Regions from separate parts of the Mus musculus genome. Here regions 1, 2 and 4 are each linked to region 3. Evidence: chromatin contacts called from public HiChIP or PLAC-seq and Micro-C data. All regions are on one chromosome and are shown on one strand. The core of a region is the stretch at or near the end of the contact, and the rest is flanking DNA. Distances in the headings are between cores, read along the strand shown. Region 1 holds the start of 2310043O21Rik (RIKEN cDNA 2310043O21 gene). Region 2 has its middle 35 kb from the start of Gm41301. Region 3 holds the start of Ubr5 (ubiquitin protein ligase E3 component n-recognin 5). Region 4 holds the start of Grhl2 (grainyhead like transcription factor 2).

What was found. A called contact is a pair of places that touch in the nucleus more often than the background predicts. HiChIP or PLAC-seq counts read pairs in DNA pulled down with a chosen protein or histone mark.
Region 1: an H3K4me3 HiChIP or PLAC-seq map of bone marrow-derived macrophages shows a contact between it and region 3, with 4 times the contacts expected there. The contact joins the promoter of 2310043O21Rik here to the promoter of Ubr5 in region 3. A contact is called at or near these places in 5 of 39 promoter capture datasets (the 3T3-L1 cell line, hippocampal neurons, liver and 1 more), 1 of 484 Hi-C or Micro-C datasets (adipose-derived mesenchymal stem cells), 3 of 115 datasets of contacts at active chromatin or transcription factors (bone marrow-derived macrophages, embryonic stem cells and thymic regulatory T cells) and 2 of 9 other capture datasets (adipose tissue and liver).
Region 2: an H3K27ac HiChIP or PLAC-seq map of epiblast stem cells shows a contact between it and region 3, with 5 times the contacts expected there. The contact joins the enhancer-like site here to the promoter of Ubr5 in region 3. A contact is called at or near these places in 2 of 39 promoter capture datasets (hippocampal neurons and pre-B cells) and 5 of 115 datasets of contacts at active chromatin or transcription factors (astrocytes, bone marrow-derived macrophages, epiblast stem cells and 2 more).
Region 4: a Micro-C map of embryonic stem cells shows a contact between it and region 3, with 2.5 times the contacts expected there. The contact joins the promoter of Grhl2 here to the promoter of Ubr5 in region 3. A contact is called at or near these places in 3 of 39 promoter capture datasets (hippocampal neurons, pre-B cells and stem cell-derived epiblast-like cells), 2 of 484 Hi-C or Micro-C datasets (both in embryonic stem cells) and 1 of 115 datasets of contacts at active chromatin or transcription factors (embryonic stem cells).

What each region holds. Positions count from the first base shown.
Region 1 is chr15:38,593,588-38,596,287 of GRCm38.p6, reverse strand. It overlaps 2310043O21Rik (RIKEN cDNA 2310043O21 gene), which reads left to right and starts at 1,354. Exons shown (of 3, transcript NR_045757.1): 1 at 1,354-1,480. All of the region lies in intron 2 of Gm41309 (a long non-coding RNA gene), which reads left to right.
Region 2 is chr15:37,099,544-37,102,243 of GRCm38.p6, reverse strand. No RefSeq gene overlaps it. Among named protein-coding and RNA genes, the nearest start is that of Gm41301, 35 kb to the left of the region's middle. Within about 2 kb of position 1,258, at least 88 of the 459 cell types and tissues checked have an H3K27ac peak or open chromatin away from gene starts, as enhancers often do. A contact at or near this core is called in epiblast stem cells, forebrain and hippocampal neurons, where this site is marked.
Region 3 is chr15:38,077,513-38,080,212 of GRCm38.p6, reverse strand. It overlaps Ubr5 (ubiquitin protein ligase E3 component n-recognin 5), which reads left to right and starts at 1,359. Exons shown (of 59, transcript NM_001112721.2): 1 at 1,359-1,849. The coding sequence starts at 1,788.
Region 4 is chr15:37,231,768-37,234,467 of GRCm38.p6, reverse strand. Grhl2 (grainyhead like transcription factor 2) reads right to left here and starts at 1,432. Exons shown (of 16, transcript NM_026496.4): 1 at 1,062-1,432. The coding sequence starts at 1,081. It overlaps Gm16136 (predicted gene 16136), which reads left to right and starts at 1,309. Exons shown (of 2, transcript NR_155442.1): 1 at 1,309-1,492; 2 at 1,641-2,547.

The sequences.
Region 1 (2,700 bases), core at 105-2,604, 520 kb before region 3:
TGGCTTTGTATTTCAGCCCAGTATATGCTCTCAGATAAAGGGAACAAGAAAAGCTTCGCAAAACAGCAGCATGCAGGCTTCAATGCCAGGTCTCACTGCTAAAGAATTAATAAATAACATGTTGAGATTAGTTTTACAACCCACAGGCCGACTGGGATCCAATTAAAGAACTGTTCTTTAGTAATGCCTGAGATATAGTCTATTTTAAGGCAGTCGACCAAGCATCTCTGTTTATTAATTCAGGGAGGAGACGGCCTCATCAGGAGACTCTAATCCACGCTGGGTGTCATGACTCAGACCTGTAATCCTAGCTCTAAAGTGTCTGACACAGGGGTGGGGGGTGGCAAGTTCAAGGGCAGCCTGGACTCATAGAAAGGCTGTGTCTCAAAACCCAGCAAGTGGAAATAATCTAGTCCTGCTCTAAGGGGGTTGTTTGTCTAGCATGTGCAGGTCCTGAGTTTGACCCCCAGAAGTGAGGAGAAATCGTAAATCTAAGATTAAAAATCAAAATGCCTTTAGGAGACAAATGTAACAGATATTTATGATCCCAGACTAGGAAAATCTCTGGCTACAGATGTGGAGCTGTAATCCCAGTCCTTAGGGAAGCTGAGGCAGAAAAACTAACTACATCCAGCCTGGGCACCATAGGAGATTTTATTTCAAAACAAAATCAAAACCCAAAGAAGCAATAGTATCAATCATTAAAAGGATACAGTAACATTTTGCTTTTCCAAGACAGGATCTTATGTGGCCCAAGCTGGCTTCAAAGTCAGCTATAAAGACCTTGATCTTCTTCTGGCCTCCACCTTCCAAGTGCTGGGTTATAGCTGCACGGACCTCACTAGGGACTTCTGTGCACGTTTCCTTCTCCCTTCCCTTCCCTTCCCCTTCCCTTCCCTTCCCTTCCCTTCCCTTCCCTTCCCTTCCCTTCCCTTCCCTTCCCTTCCCTTTCCTCTTTCTTTCCTTTCCTTTCCTTTCCTTTTCTTTCCTTTCCTCTCTCTCTCTCTCTCTCTCTCTCTCTCTCTCTCTCTCTCTCTTTTCTTTTTTGACACAAATCTTATGTAGCCCAGGATAGCCTAGACCTTTTCATGGTTTTATGCAGAGGAAGACCTTGAATCCCCTCCTGTCTCCTGTTAGAATTTTAGACATGTGCCATCATGGCTGCTTTTTAAATGTGGTGCTGGAGAATCAAACCCAGGGTTTTACTCAGGCTTGGCAATCAGTCTACCAACTGAGCCACAGCATCAGCTCAGCTTCTTCATTACATATCTTGGAGTTGGTCAAAGATGGAATATGACTCAGACATATTCTTGGAGTTGGTCATATTCTGGAATATGACTCAGACATATTCTCAGAGGCATCACCAGCTCCTGATGTCAGGGCCAGGCCCTGAGGTAGACTTTTAATTCTTTCAGGGGAAAATAATGTGTGAGAAACTAGGCAAGAAGCAAGACATCTCTTGCCACCGCAGAGCTAGAAGGTAGGTGCACAGTGACCCAAACAGTGACCATGCCAGGACTTGGTAACAGTGGAGGTACGGTACTCTATATGGGGGTGCTTGGGGTTGGGGATTTAGCTCAGAGTGCTTGCTTAGCAATCGCGAGGCCCTGGGATTGGGCCTCAGCTCTGAAAAACAAACAAACAAACAAACAAACAAATCAAGGTAACTCAATATGGTGATTGTATGTTGAGAGTGTACTGGCCAGTGAACTGGTCTCGGTATCCACAGCAGCAGCTCAACCAGATTGCCACTGCACAGTAATCATGGCATGTTTCCCGTGCTTCTCGGCTCTCATGGTGGGTTTGGCGCCGATGCTATGACCCACTCATCGATTCTGCGCTGTGCAACCAGTCTTCAAGCACACAGCAGCAAGCACGTTATCAGGAGTCAGCTTCTATAGCAGATACCCCGACAGATGCTCCTTGTTCCCCATCAAGACCCAAGGGAGTTGTTTCTTCAGTGGCTGAGTGGGCTGCTGGCAGGCTGTCAGACCGCATGAGAATTACCTCTGTGGAAAGGAATGTGTTCCTCCAAGGTCAAGCCCAGCTACTGCAGAAGTCTGAATTCGGACACTGGCCAACATGGCCCCCACATGCTGTTGCAAGACTTCTCCCGTGGTGCTTAGTTCATTTGCGTTTCAGATAAACGTTAATATATAAGTTGCTGTAAAGCAAGGGGCACTTGCTAAAAAATATATACATCACTGTTTATATATAAAGTTCAAGTCTGTCGGGTATGGTGGTGCACGCCTTTAATCCTATCACTTGGGAGGCAGAGGCAGGCAGATTTCTGAGTTTGAGGCCAGCCTGGTCTACAGAGTGAGTTCCAGGACAGCCAGGGCTACACAGAGAAACCTTGTCTCCAAAAACAAAACAAACAAACAAAAAAAAGTTCAGGTCTGACTGCTTTTATTTGCTAAGTCTGGGAACACCAAACTCAAGGCAACTCGGTTACTGCCAGCCCAAGAGCCTTCCACGGTTCAGCTGAGACTCATGCCAGGACGTCCATCACATGGTAGCTCCTCCCCTGTAACGCCCACTCCACCTCTCCTCTCTCCCCTCTTCATCCCTCTCTCTTTCTCTGTTTCTTTGTTTGGTTTGGGTTTTGAGATGAACTCTCATTATGTAGCCAAGGCAGGACTGGAACCCACTGTGTAGTCCAGGCCGGTGTTAAGCCTGTGCCTTTTTTCCCTCAGAGCA
Region 2 (2,700 bases), core at 9-2,508, 980 kb after region 3:
CTCTGAAATCTTACAAACATTATTCATTCACCACAAGCCTGTGAATGTAAAATGTACAAACTGTGTAGCTATGTAGCCATTTGTCAGCAACAGCTCAGGACTTGCTCTGGCCCAGGCCTGATTCTAAGGCCTGGGGTGGGGGTGGGGGTGGGGGGTAAAGCAGACAGTTAAGTCTACACATGTACAAGAATTTTCCAATGGCTTAGCCAAACAACAGAAAGCAGTCTGGACTGCTTGCTGTCCTCAGATACTCAATTGAAAATAAGCAGGCTTTTTGTTTGTTTATTTGTTTGTTTTGTTTTTAGAAACAGAGTTTCTCTGTATAGCCCTGACTATCCTGAAACTTACTCTGTAGACCAGGCTGGCCTTGAACTCAGACATTTGTTTGCCTCTGCCTACAGAGTGCTGGGATTAAAGGCGTGTGCTACCACCACCCAGCTAACAAGCAGGCTTTTAAGGGGCAGGTGGGCAAGTATTTGGGGAGAAGTGACGTGTAGCACAGAGGCCTGAAAGTCTCCAGCTAGGTAACCCCAATGCATACATACCCCTTTCTGTTTAAGATTTATTCTTATTGCATGTATGCATGTGTCTGTAAGGTGATGCAGGATCCCCTGGAGACCAGGAGAGGGCAGTGGATCTGCTGGCCCTGGAGCTGCAGGTGGTTGGGAGCTGACTGGTGCTGGTTTGGGGTCCAGACATGGGTCCTCTGTGGGAGCAGTAGTGTTCTAACCACTGAGTCATCTCTCTAGCCCCTAGGGGAACACTTTATAGTGCCACCTCCCCTCATTTGTCCTGGTCCCCAAAGCCACAGCTCTCTTTCACTCTACTCAGTCACAGAAACTTTAAAACATACAAGACAGAGAAAGAGCACTCAAGAGAAAGTCAGTGTGTAGTACCACCCAGCTTCCAAGGTCACTAACAGATGGCCAGCCTTCTGGGGCTGCTCTCCATGGCTCAGAGGCCAATGTCAAAGAGCCGCTCTACTGGACAATCTGTTCCCTGTCTGTGCTAACTTCCAGAGGCTGCCCACTGCTTCTGACCATTCCTTCTCCCACTAACCACCCTGGTCTCCTGCGTCCCAGTTATAACGGTCCTTATGGTCACATTGCATATGGCCAGGCAACTTGAGATAAGCTCTGTATTTCAGCATCCGTAACTACCCTATCTGTAAAGTCAATTTGACTCAACTCCACAGTTGGGATTAGGAGGTAAGACAACTTTGTGGCCAATTTTGAGCTTAGCACAGGAGAGGGGAAAGCTATCAGATATCCAGACTCACAACCACCTCACAGCTGTGTCCTCTCTGAAGGTCTCTGTGGATGAATAACTGATAACAGCCACTGTGCTCCGGGAAACCTATCGATGGCCACTCATTTGAGGGGAGGCATCTGGGAACCTTTTGGTTTTGTAGCAGAAAATATGTAGCTCTTTTCTCTTGTGCATATGGAAATTTCTTAAAACTGTCAGTGTCCATTCATAACTAGCTGAATGGTTATCGTCATCACAGGAGACTGGTCGCGGGCTGATGCTATCTATTCTGCTTCTATTATATCGGCTCTGTGTCTACTTGGACCAGATCCGAGCATTGACTCACTTTGACAGTTGAAGATCACTGCTGCTGGGTACTTGGCTCTTCATGTAAGAAGTCCAGCTGCCGTGCTGGAAGGGAAATGTCTTGTCTTACAAGGGATTGCCCTGACTGGGTAGTAAAGGAAAGAAGGGACAGACAATCAGGTAGGTCGTGCTCCCTCTGCTGGAGCAGCACCATTACTGCACAGCAACCCAGAACCTAGGCTTTTTTTTTTTTTTTTTAAGTGCAGCATAGTGGGAGTGGCTCACTAGTCTACGTAGATCTCTCTGGAGAGGAGCAGTCTCAGGCTGCAGTTATCCAGCATGATGAAGCTGCAGTTGCTCATTTCTGCACATACTGCACACATCTCACTGAGAGAAAAAGACTTTACCATTCCTCCATTTCACCGGGGCGGGGGCGGGGCGGGGGCGGGGCGGGGCGGGGTGCTGCTCCCCGTGCATCTGAGGCTGTGGGGTTTTTGACATAGCCTATCATGTCAACAACACACACTCACTCAGAGCTTCCCCTGCTTCCACACAGGGTTACCTTGGTTACTAAGAAATGCAAAGGACCCAAGTCACATGCTTATCAGTTGCCTTCTGTTGTGATAAAACTCTGTGACTAAAAGTAACTCAGGAAGGAAGAGTTTCTGTTGACTTACGGTTCCAGAGGGGAGAATCCATAATGGTGAGAGAGTCCTGGCAGCAGGCAGCCTTAGCAGGGAGCTGACAGGTGACATCTTCTACTGTAAACACAAAGCAAAGAATGAACTGTAGTACTGGAAATGGCTAAGCTATAACAAGCTTTTTCCTAGGCTCCATAATTCCCCTCAAACAATGCCACCAACTGGGGGCCAACTATTTAAATATGTGAGCCTATGATGGACATTTCTTAGTCAAATCACCACAGCGTCGTAATTGTCCCTACTAGATATACGAGCAAGGCCATTGCTCTACACCAGACCAATGGTCAGATGGACAATACCGTATCAAGGACGAGGAAACCGCCAAGGCACGTTCTCCCAGAACTCCTGATCCACAGAGCAATGAGTGATAGGAAAGGAGATGCAATATGAAGCCCTCTATCTTGGGGTTGCTTGTTACACAGCAACAGTGATCTCATTGGAGACT
Region 3 (2,700 bases), core at 110-2,609:
TGTTAAAAATCTTTCATTATGTGTATGAACTGCTGTGTGCCTGACACATCTTTTTGCTTGACATACAGTATTTAGACCCAGTGTATAACAAAATGCTGTAACTGGGTAAATAATTAAGGCCACTTGGTTAAGTAGCAGAATCAGGACTGAAATTCTACTTTGTCTGACTCTAGAACCAGCAGTGTCCATCACACGGACTTGAGGGGAAAAAAAAATCAAAGTAGCAATTACAGGATGGTTGGTAGTCATGGGATGCAGCGCTTTCAGTGGCTTAACTCACTATTAATTGACTGACACAAGGTCTTACTGTGTAGTTCTAACTGGCCTGGAACTCTTAGATCAGGCTGGCCCACAACTTAAGATGTCTGTCTGCCTCTGTCTTCTGAGTGCTGGGACAAAGGTGTGCATCATTGACCAGCCTTGAACACTTTGTAGTTTATCTAGGTGAAAACTGGAGCTGATGGCCAACTAAAAATTATTCCTTATCTGTCTCATGGTGTACCCAGTAAATCTTGATATCTAATTTTTCATGTATTCTCAAAAGAACTTCCTAAACTAAAGAAGAGAAGAAAACTGCTCTGCTGTGCAATCATTAATGTTGTATACCCGATTTAACGAACGACTGTTACAGACTGGAGAAGAGGCTTCATGCTTTCAGCGGAATTCGATATTTCGAAAGGATCACAGAAAACTTTAAGAGGGAAACTGTACCGGTTCGGGAGTGAGGGTACGCGGAGGAGGAAGAATTTCATAAGTTGTAGTTCTGATACCCCAGGTCACAAGAAATCTCCCTACAACAGATGCATATCATCTTTCATTAAAGTATACACACACACAACCACCCCCATATAAAAACCACACGAATAACTAAAAAGTGGAAATTTCCACGTTGCACGATGGTAGTGCTGATGAAAGCTGCTACACAGTCACTTCCAAGATCCTACTATCAGGTTTTGATAAGGCTCTTACGTAACTGCCTGCCGTAGGAAGCGGAGCATCTCTGGTTCCTCGGGGTACATTTCTCTTAAGTATAAATGCGGCTGGAGGACGAGAAACAACAACAAGCCATTCGCATATGCACAACCATTAGGGATCCGGGAGGAAAAGAAACCCGGCGCGCGTGCCCTTTCGCCCGGCTTCCCGAGCACGTGCTCTCTGGAACACGCCGCCCCGCCCCGGGGGGCCGGGCTCGCGGCCCAGCGCGCCAATAGGCGAGCACCTTACAGCACCGTGGCCCGACAACGTTAAGCGGCCCAATCGCTGGGGCCCGGCCGCCCGTTTCCCGGAGCCCCGCCCCGCGCGCAGAGCCCCGCCCCCGCGGCCCCGCCCTCCGCCCCTCCCCCGCCGATCGGCGCCCAGGCTGCGAGACGGAGAAACTGGGGCAGAAGTGAAGATGGCGGCGGCGGCGCTGGCGGCGGCGGTTCGTCGCCAGTGACGCGCGCTGCGGGCTGCTGTCCCTCCCCGCTCCCCGCGTCCGCCGCGTCCGCCCCGGCACCTCTCCACCCGCCGCTCGCCGCGCTCCGGGCTGCCCTCGTCCGTGCGCGCCGTGGCCGGCCGAGCGGGCGGCGCGTTGATCCGCCCTCCCGCCCGCCGCGCCGGGCCGCCGGGCCGCGGACACACGCTCGGCGGGGAGGCGGCGGTCCCTGCGCGCTCGCGGCCCTCCGTTTGGGGACCGGGAGGAGGAGGCGGTGGCGGCGGCCGTGGGATCCGGGGACGGGAAGGGGATCGGGGGGCCGGACGACAGCGGGAGCGGCTCGTTCCCGGGAGCGGGGCGCGCAGGCGGTACCATGACGTCCATCCATTTCGTGGTCCACCCGCTGCCGGGCACCGAGGACCAGCTCAATGACAGGTAATGGGGCGGGGGAGGGGCACCTCCCTCCTTTTTCCCCTCCCCCACGGCCGCGCCGGGGGCCCTACCGCCCCCTGTAGGCCCGGTGTGGGCCAAACTTGGGAGCCTCGGGCCGCGGGGCGGGGGCCGGCGCGGTGTGGACGCGGCTGCGGTGTAGACGGCCCGGCGCGCTGCCCCCTCCCCCTCCCGCGAGGAGCCTCGTTGAACTCGGCGGAGCCGGGGGCTCCCGGCCCAGGCCCGAGGAATCCATATTAGTCAAAGTTGAATTGAGACAGACAATGCGGATGGGGGATGGTGGAGGTGGAAAAGAGAGGGAAGAGGAGCGGCGGGTTCGGGGGCTCCCGCGAGTCGTGTCCCGGGGGCTGGGTTTCCCCGGGGAGGCGGGGTGGGGGTGGGGGAGAGATTCCCGGCAGACCGCGGGTTGGGAGGGGGAGGAGGGAGGGAGCGCCATGATTATTGTTATTATTATTAGATTTGAGCCCCTGCAGTGAGGTTGACTGCCCCGGGAGGGGAATGAAGTCAGGCGGGGGTTGGGGAAGTGGATTGGATTCCCTTTGCTCTCCTTCCTTCGCCTTGGTACTGCCAAACTGCTCCTGGGCCCCTGCGGTGAGAGCCTTTTTGTTTCCTTTTTTATTCTAATGATAGTGTTTTCTGGAGTTGTAATTTGACAGCTGAAAACCGTGAGTGGAGTGTCAAAGGAAAATTCTTCGGTTTGCAGTTCGCAGTGCTGCTTAACGCGCTGTGAATTTCTGGGTTGGGTTTGTTACGGGCAGAGGAGGAATTTTGATTTAAAATATTTGAAAAATCTCTTAAGGCTGTTTTGATTTGGATTTTTTTCCCCTTCGCTCTGC
Region 4 (2,700 bases), core at 183-2,682, 850 kb after region 3:
CGCCCTCGGCCCCACCTCCCCCGGCTCGCACAAAGCCGTCCCCAAGGCGGGGACCGCGACGGACCAGGCCCCGCGCCCCGCGGCTCACGCGGCTCCCGGCAGGCCTGAGCTCCGGTCGAGGACGCAGAGAGCCCGGAGTCCCGGTGCTCCACCATGCTCCCCCACCCCCTTGCCCTCGACAGCCTCGGCGAAGGCCGATCGAGCCCCACGCCCGAGGTGGCGGCCTCCGAACAGTGGGCCGCGCGGTCACCGGACGCGTATGAGCCAGAGACGTCGGGGCGCAGGGAGACCGGCCCAAGTGTGGGCACCCCTTCGTACTCGGCCTCAAAATCAGTCCCCCATTCCCGAGAGGTCCTGTCCCGCACCTGCGCGAGGTGACTGGCCACTGCGTGGGCTGCGGGAAGGAGCGAGGCGCGGGCACACCCACGGACCCGCCATCGCGGCCTGCCCGCTCCTCCGTCCCGTCGGAGACCCGCGCTGGGGCGCACATGCACCCCGGGTCGCCGCAGTGGGGAAGATGGCCGTGTCTGCAATCGCATAAAAGGCCTTTGTTGAGCGCACACAAAAGAGGCCCAGACCGCTTTTCCAGCAGGCCCTTTGGCCTAATCGAAGGAAGTCGACTGAACTTCCAACCGGCCCAGGAAGTCTGAGGCTGGGGAGCACCTCCAGGCAAGGGGGTTAACTACAGGCCTCCCGCCACCATCTGCCAAAACCTCAATCAGTGCCCAAGGGTCCGTTGGTCGGGGCAGTGGGAGCTGAGCTCATTCGTCGGGGAGGAAGCAAAGAAAACCCACGTTTACTTGCAAGGCCCCAAAACGGGTTTTAAACATTCACGTTCGAGTAGGGTCTCTCCCCTGAATCGGGGTAGAAATAATCCGAGAGGGTCTGGATACACCAAAAAGAAAAAAGTAAAAAGAGAGGAAAAAAATACAAAATCAAAATCCAACAATAGCGACTTAAAAAACAAAAACAAAAACAAAAAAAACAAAAACACAACAAACCAGTTGCCATCAGCCCAAAGGGGCAGCGGCAGCCGCCGCCGGCGCGTGCGACCCACTTACTTGTCCGACTCTTGTGACATGTTTGATCCAATGAACTCGCTCCCCTTTTCCTGGAGCCTCAGCCTCTGGTGAAACTGGACTTTCAAGTCTGTGCAGGTGAAGGTGTGTGAGAGCGCCCGAGATGGCAGAACAAGAGCTACAGGTAATTCTGCTTTCGTCCCCCCTCACCACTCTCGCTCGCCCGCTCGCTCGCGCCCTCACCTAGCCGGAAAGGTGGGATGGGGGGAGGGAGCCCTCACATGGGGCCCGCGCTCGGAGGCGGCCCGGCGGCGCGGAGTCCTCCCGGATCGCTGCAATGGGCAGACACAGAGCGCAAAGTGGCGGACTTGGGCGGCCACAGGTAACTTTCTCGCAAGGCGCTGAATTCTTTCACTAAAGGGTACAAGCCCGAGGGCCGAGCTGCGCGGTGATTGGCTGCGGTGCTCCCTCAGGTGAGCTGCCATTGGCAGAGGCGCGCTCAGGTAAGGCCCTTCTCCAAGTGCAGGTCACTCACTGCGAAGTTTACCTGAGTGGAGCGGTGGCACGCTGGAGACTCTGCGAGCTGACTTCTACCCACTTTTGGCTTTCTTCCCTGACTAGGGGCAGGGTAGAGGTGATGGGAGAGACGGAGCGGGGAGCGCCACTACAGACACTAGGTACCGTGGGTCAAACCGAAGGACGACAGAATGCTGAACCCAGAAATCAACAAGCCACCCGGAACCAAATGGCCAGTTCACCACCTGCCACTTGACACTCGCGGGACGAAAACTGTGTGGCGGGCAGAAGAGTCAGGGAACTAGAGTTACGCTATGCTGAGTGGGAAAGGAACGGATTGCCGGGTCTCTTGCGTAATTGCATTGTTAGCATTCTTATCCACAACAAACTCTTCTCCTGCTCTGATGCATAGAAGATAGCAGGTCGTTTTCAGTTTTCAACTAGTCGAGCGACCTTTCCTGAACTGGATCTATGAAGTGCGGCGTGGCTTTAATGGAGAAAGGAGATTCGGTTGAATAGACTCTTAAGGTGGCCCGGGCGCACCTCTTGCATCTCTCCGCAGCCTGGGATTCCTGCGCTGCGGAACAACTACTGCATCTGTTCCATAAGCCTGTCGCCCGTTGACATTTCTAGGCAAGCATCAACATTTACATTGTAATTCAATAGAAGCAGCTACTACAAAGGCTCTTTATCCTTGCAGTTTAATATGGTTGCCAGGGGAACAACGCAGGATGAAAGTGACTTGTTTGTGTGGGTTCTCTTCTGGTCCGGAACAGTGCGAAGTAGCCAGGTGTCATTTATAATCGCTGCTACGAGAATTAAGTATTTGTGGGAGTTCTGACAGGGATCTAGCCCATACATGAGCGTGGTGGAAATACAGGAGGGTATGGAAAGCTTTGCCACATTTATGTCAAGTCAACACTGGAGCACTGGAGCTGTCAGATTTGACACAACTTCTGTATTAAACCTTTGCAGGTCACATGATTTGGGGGAATTAAATTACGGCACTAGGTTTGGTTGTTCTTTATTTCCACTCTTAGCAACTGACTTTAACGATTCTATTTTATTTTAGATAATAACATAAGCACCCATACAGGTACTTTTTAGAAACAATATATTTTTAACACAGTTTGAACACGGTATCCGTGTGCACCTTACTTTCTTT